Regions from separate parts of the Gossypium hirsutum genome. Here region 2 is linked to region 1. A link is a contact called in public Hi-C data. All regions are on one chromosome and are shown on one strand. The core of a region is the stretch at or near the end of the contact, and the rest is flanking DNA. Distances in the headings are between cores, read along the strand shown.

What was found. Hi-C and Micro-C count contacts between places; a contact is called where the count stands out from the background.
Region 2: a Hi-C map of leaf shows a contact between it and region 1, with 2.3 times the contacts expected there. The contact joins the promoter of LOC107955640 here to the promoter of LOC107955637 in region 1. A contact is called at or near these places in 7 of 34 Hi-C or Micro-C datasets (callus, hypocotyl and leaf).

The regions. Positions count from the first base shown.
Region 1 is chrA07:86,500,325-86,504,093 of Gossypium_hirsutum_v2.1, forward strand. LOC107955637 (oxygen-dependent coproporphyrinogen-III oxidase, chloroplastic) reads left to right here and starts at 1,701. Exons shown (of 9, transcript XR_005929828.1): 1 at 1,701-2,265; 2 at 2,352-2,427; 3 at 2,741-2,835; 4 at 3,329-3,412; 5 at 3,764-3,769.
Region 2 is chrA07:86,690,033-86,693,702 of Gossypium_hirsutum_v2.1, forward strand. It overlaps LOC107955640 (probable WRKY transcription factor 31), which reads right to left and starts at 1,704. Exons shown (of 5, transcript NM_001327643.1): 1 at 1,474-1,704; 2 at 1,294-1,392; 3 at 698-1,195; 4 at 495-608; 5 at 1-214. The coding sequence starts at 1,704.

The DNA.
Region 1 (3,769 bases), core at 451-2,950:
AAAGGAGATGAAGGACTTACCTTGAACCGTGGATTAGCTTGGAAGTAGAGATGTCAAAGTAAATGGCCATAATGACGCTTGGCTTTATGGCAGTGTGAATTGAAAGTGCAAAGCTATACGGTTGTAACTATTAATAAGGTTTAAAATGTAAATGTATTGAAAAATCACTTTTATTTTTTTGGGCTTGGATTAAAAAAATCATTTATCAATTTTTTTATTTAAAAGGATGGTTTGGATTGAAATACCCTAGACCATAACATAAACATTAATTTATTCATTTCATTCGATTTTTTTATAAAATAATCCGAAATTTTTTATTAATTGAAAAAACATTCACTTTTTTTATTATACACGTAAATGACCTAAAATGAATAATAAAATTTAGTGGATTTAAAGAGATTGACACCACCACATGCCACGTCAACAAATCATTAGCTGCTAGAATTAAAAAAATTAATTTTTTGGTGAGCCAATCTATTTGGCGTGATTTATATAAATACTACTTTAATACTAGTATTTCTAAATATTTCGGGGGCCAAAAAATAAATAATAGTGGTGGAGCCAAATAGATTAGTGCCACCACCTTTATTATGTTAATATCTTTTTAAGTGATTTTTATTTTAATTTTAAAACTAAAATTATTATATTATTTGGTGGAGCCGTAGAAAATGGTGTGACCAGCATGTTGTCATTTTTTGAGTTTTCGTTTAAATTGTTTTTTTAATAAAAATAAATTTTATTTTGATAGAACTATTCTTTTTGGCGTAATCTAAGGACTATATATACCTCAATGGCAATTCAGTCTAAGGTGAATATTTTTTTTTTAATTTTATTAAGTTAGAGGATGAAAGAGAGGGAGATCATGATTGTTTTTTATTTCATTTTTATGTTTTTGTCTTTCTGTTTATTTAGAAAATTTTATAATTTGAAGGTATGTTTTAATTAACGATAATCTGGCGGAGCTTTGGCAAAAATAAATTTAATAGTCCTTTTCGGGAGTGTAGATCTGATTCTTTAATTTCATATGCGCTGAAAATTTTAAGTCAAAATAGGGGTCTCAGTTGCTAGTGATTTATTTGATAACATGTTCAAATTGATTATGTAAGTCTTTTCGTTGTCTGTGGTAGGACGATAACGAGTTCAAATTGGTTTTGTAGCTAATGAGTGAATTATTTGGGATTCTCTGGGTCATCGAGATGTTTAAAAGTCTATTGGAATCACAAATCGAACCGCATGGGTGAGATTATCAAATATCAGCAGTGTCTGAGCTGCAAAATATTAACACCGAAAAACTTACTCGGTCGACTTACTCATGTTGCAATTAAACATGATATTTTTTAATTTGTAAGACAAAATACTATTGGTCTTGAACAAAATCAAAATCATAGTTTTTTTCATTTAGCTCCACCACTATTATTTATTTTTTGGCTCCCAAAATATTTAGAAATATTAATATTAGAGTGATATTTATATGACTTACGCCAAATAAACTGACTCTATTAAAAAAAAAATAATTTTAACTCTCAGTGATTGGCTGGCATGAGAAATAGGTGACCTTAATTTATTATTATTGTTTTTTTTACTCCAACAACTTTTATTATTAATTTTAGCTAATGAGTCGTTTTTATAATTAATAAAAAAATTTGGAGATTTTTATATAAAAAACGATTTCATTCCCTCCTTTAACCTTTTTTAGTTTCAAAATTTGTGTTAAATTTCTGCAAAACTCATTATCCGTTCCAAAATATTGCAATGCCAACAGCCACTGCTACCCTTTCCGTATCTTTCGCTCCTTCCAAGAAACCTCACTTAAGCTTCTGCCCTTTTGGCGCCACCTCCATCACCCTCACCAATTTCACTTCTCCTCCCATCCGCAGACCCATGACGACCTCCGCCGTTTCCATCGAGAAAGAAACTGTAATCTCCGAGAGGCCCCACACTTTCCTCCGTCAAACCGACGGCGAAGATAACGGGTCCATCAGGTCGCGCTTCCAGAGTATGATACTGGAGATGCAGGAAAGCGTGTGCGGCGCCCTGGAGGCTCTCGACGGAGCCGGGAAGTTCAAGGAGGACGCTTGGACCAGGCCCGGAGGAGGTGGAGGAATTAGCAGAGTGTTGCAAGATGGTGCTGTTTTTGAAAAAGCTGGTGTTAATATCTCTGTTGTTTATGGAGTTATGCCTCCTGAAGCCTATCGAGCTGCCAAGGCTTCTGCTGCCGATCAGAAGCCCGGTCCCGTTCCCTTTTTCGCCGCTGGCATCAGCTCCGTAATTCATCAGTTATCGCTATTTCTTTCAAAGGAGAAAATGCGGATACTTGCTATCGTTTTGGTAACTTTTTTTTTTTGTGGCAGGTTTTGCATCCGAAGAATCCGTTTGCTCCTACATTGCATTTTAATTATAGGTATTTTGAGACTGATGCTCCGAAAGGTACTTACTTTATCGTCAATTATTTATTATTAAGTTCTTGAACAGTGAATATTGAAGTGGTAACTTTAGAACCCGGGTAGTTTTACAGTGTTACCTGATTTCAAGAACTAAGCTTCCGTTAGGTAGAGACTAGAGAGTCGTTATCTATCCCCATAATAATCTAACAAAAACAATGCATTTCTTCTTATTTGCAATTCAGTAGCAATGTATATTATGCTGTATGGTTTGCTTTGGTATGAGTTGCATTAGGCATTTTGAGCTTTGAAGTTAAGTGCTTTAAGCTTAGGTGGTAACCTCTCTTGAAAATGTGCAGATACTCCTGGAGCACCTAGACAATGGTGGTTTGGTGGTGGAACTGATTTGACTCCAGCTTACATCTTTGAGGAGGATGTCAAGCACTTCCATTCAGTAAGTTGGATTTTTCTTCTTTCCATGGTTTTGTGGCAATTTTTTGTATATTATACTAACCCGTAATAAAGCTTGAGAATCTGCTTTTTGCATGATTCAAATACCAAGGAGCTGACGTAGTTAAATTAATTCAAATACTGATACTTTAAGAAAATAGAAAACCAACATGAAGAAATTCAAGTATTTGAGCAAAACCTTCATATTTCAATATCTTACAAATATCATATAGCAGATTTTGTTGTAAGCACATAGATTAAATTCTATAAGAGCAGCAACCTCTGTTCCTTTTACATATTCGTATTAGACGGATAGATACACTGGAGATTAATGTTTCTACTGCTAGTGCATTGCACATCTCAGCCTTATAGAAAACTGCAAAATTCTGTAACTATGCTATGTCTGTATGTGCAGAACATTGATTTAAGTCTTGTAGACTTTGAAAATGAAATGTTTTGCTGAATGTTTGTTTGCTAATGTTGGCATTCTTTTCTAGGTACAAAAAAGGGCTTGTGATAAATTTGATCCATCCTTTTATCCTCAGTTCAAAAAATGGTGTGATGACTACTTTTTCATTAAGGTATGATCTTGCCACAATTTTTTTGGGGTATTTTGTTAGTTTCTATTTATTTCCCTGAGTTTTAGAATATGTGTATAGCATTTGAATTAACAAATGGGCAGATAATCACTTTCTCAAAATGTACATCTTTTAAACGGTTTTCTAGAGTAGGATGGAGGCGGTGCTATTCGGGGTGGAAACGTTGTAATTTTTAGTAACATCAGTAGCCTTCATGGTGATCATATATGTTCTAAAACCTTTCTTTTGATAGAAACATATTCTCTTGTTGCATATTCTCATAATATTACCTGTTTTCCCATTCAATTATGGATTAAAATTTTAAATTCATGTTTACTTTTAATTTTTATGCAGCATCGA
Region 2 (3,670 bases), core at 454-2,953, 190 kb after region 1:
TGGTGGCCATGCTAGAAGAGCATGGGAGGAGTGTTCTTGTGAGGAAATTCGAGTTCATTAGTCCATCCGCGCTCGACATCGAACCGGATAGCAACATTCGTGCAGCCGACGATGTCGTTGAAGCCATCGCCATTGCTGCCGGAGGCAAAGGATGGTTGTGGTTGCCTTCATATGTTGTGATGAGAATCGTTCGATCTTCTGCACATCTTTGTACCTGTTACAATTACTTCATCTTAACTCGTATGAATATCTATATAACTATTTTCCCATTGATTATCAATAAATGTGAGCAAAATTAGGTTAAACACAAGCCACTAACTTATTAATCAAATATCTCCAATAATGTGAAGCAACTCCTCATGACTAGTCTCTATTATGTTAGTGTTAATTAAATTTTAAGTGCAACGAACTTTTGACGTTTGATAGTTAATGCAGATCCTTCACCAATCCCTAATTAAAATGAATATAAAGTTTCCAAAGGAATGAAAAAAAACCTGTTTTCTAACAGGGCAACCAGCGGCCATGGTACATCGATAATATGCTCTGGGACATGGATTTCCTTTGGCCATTTTCTGCCCATACTTTCTCCATTGGCATCCATCGGTAATCTTTGAGAAAAAGAGATTCCAAATCAATTTAACTTATAAAATAAATCATATAATTCGATACAATTCAATTCGATAGAATTAGAAAATACCATGGGAGTCTCTGATCTAGCTCGAACAGAAACCCGTGCCTTCCTCATGGTAGCCTCAGTTTGATCAACAGTTTTCGAAGAATTAAACCTTGGAACCTTATTACCATCGGGGCTATCTTCTCTTCCGATTCCCCGGCCTTCTTCGCTACTCCCACGCTTCCTCGATCTGAATTCCTTGGATGCTACCTCCACGTTAGGCGATCCGGACAGATCGTGACTCCTCCCTTCCGTCGAAGACAGCGATGGTTCATCCGTATCGACTTCCGCAGCAGCAGCAGCAGCTATACCGAGATCCATAAATTGTCTCGGCACAATTAGTCCTCCATTAGATTTCTTTTGTTCATCGTTTTTTTCAGGTTTTCCATCTTGTTGTTGTTGCATAAGGGTGACCAGATGTTTTTGCACGGTGTTGTAGTTGCTTGTAACTTGGCTCAACATCTCCCTTAGCTGTTGATTCTCGGTGTTCATCCGTTCAAGCTCAACTTGTAAAACCGCTAGCTAAAAAAAACAAATCAATGGCACGTAAAAAAAAATTATAACATGATCTTAAATCGATCGAAATTTCCAATTCTTCGGTTTTTAATCAAAAGGGTCACCTCATTTTTAGCTCTTTTATCTTCCATGTTTGAAGAGATACCATCATCCACTGAGGATTGATCGCTACTGGTATTCGTCGTTAACAAATTCAAACCAGTCTGAAATTCAACAATAAAATATACATTTATATATGAATTCTAATTCAAAGATTCAAAACTGAAAGTGGGTTCGCGACTTACGTTAACGTTAAGCTCGAGTGCAGTTCGATCGATGGAGTCATTGATGTCGGTGGCATTGGCATGATCGGAATCATCAACGTGATCATCGACGAGTTTATGATTCTTTTCGGAGAAAAAATCCATTTCGCCGATGACCCTCCGGGGGATTTCATCGTTGGTACAGTTGGGATTAACAGGGAACTGAATGGTGGGTGGTGGAGGAGACCTGCTTGGTGTGGAAGCATCATCCATGGCGGGCAGAGACACAGTCGTGGGAATCGAAGCTCTGGTGGTGCAGTACTTGGGATTGTCGTTGTTGTTGTTGAAGAGGAAGTGTGTAGGGGGGAAGGAATTAAGAACAGTTAAATATTGGGATCTGAATCAATGGAGAGTCCACTGGGTTTGGCCATAAATCAAGAGAGAAAGAGAAAAGTCTTTGAAAGGGGCAACGGACCAGGCAATAAAATGGGAGTTGAAACTTTAGAAGAAGACCAAACTGTAGTAAATATAGTTAGCTACCAATTTTCATTTAAGTGTGTTTCTTTTTTCTTTTCAATATTTCTTCTTTCTTTTTTCTTTTATTAGATTTATTGTCAAAATAAATATATATATATATTACATTATATAAAGAGTCAAACATAATATATATTCAACAAATATGAAAATCAACTTTAAAATTTTATTTTAAAAAAATAATTACATAAAACAATAAGAGGCAAGATGGAGATAAAAAAATAGAAATTGTTGGGATTAAGACTAAAATTAAATTATTGAATGCTTAAAATAGTTAAAAATAAATTACATCATTTTATCTATAATTAATATTATTATAAGGTGATATACTATTGAAAAGAATGATATGAAATAGTGGCGTTATATTATCTGTATCTCTTTTTTTAATAATTTAATGCTATATTGGGATTTTCATCTTAAAAAAGTTAAATTTAAATAAAAATTTTGAAATTATGATGAAATTACTAACGTGATATTAAACTATTAAAAAGAAATAATATTATTGTTATATATCTATATTCATAAACTTAATAATTTAAATAATTTTTTTATAATTAAAGTTGAAGAATAAAATTACTTGAAATCTAATTGAAATTACTATGTTTATGGATTTACTACTAAAGCATTGTTCCTATAACCAAAGCTAACGCTTTTTTCCTTCAGGCTTTGGCTTTTCTAGTATGAAATGTCCCTTACATAATTACCACTATTTCGTTTTCAAAGATTTTAAAACAGTTTGAAATTTTTAAAAGAAAATTAATATAAATAAATAAAATATTACTCAAAACTAGCATCTTCTTTGAAAAAATTTCCAACCCCAATAATATAGCATTAAATTTGGAATAGAATTCTTTCAAGTTCATAAGTTCATGTCTGGAGTCTGAAATTATTATGATAATAGTTATAATTTTTTTTATTAAATTTGGAATATTCTTAAATGCTAAATATTAATATAATAATATTTTTAGTATTTTTAACATTTCCTTTAAATGAAAAGGACATAAATAAAATTTAATTGACCAAGTTTTTCGTTTTCCATTCAAAGCTTTTGGCTTTTCTTTTTACCTATATAAAACTTGTAATTTTAATTTTTGAATAATTATTTGTCACAAACAAAGTATAATGTTTCTTATGTATTAAAATCAAAAGATTAATCTAGGGTTAGATTCCAATGGAACAAAATGTAAATATAATCCAATAATAAAAATAACTTAATATTTTTTTAAATGTTACTATAGTCTACTCAAAAATAAAAAACATAAGGGGATAAATATAAAACTATACAAGAACTTTGATATAATGTGTAATTTGATACACGAAGTTACATTAAATTTTATTTTTCGTTCAAATGTATACATAAAATTTTAATTTTATTTCAATTGTATATATTTAAATAAATGAATACATCAATTTGTGCTTGAATTGGGTAAGTATAATTAATTGTGTATATAGTATGTAAACATAAATTGATGTTATATTGATAATGATGTTAGTTGTTTATAAAAATTAGATTAAATCAAATTTTCATATATAAAAGTGCACAAACTCAAAGTTCATGTATAATATTACACATTGCACCAAAATTTATGTGTAGTTTTGTGATTTATCTCAAACATAAATCAAAGTAACTTAAGATATAACAATTTCTTAAATTTGAGCATCATAAGTTGTACTATTTGATTTTTCATTAAATCAAAGTTGTTGA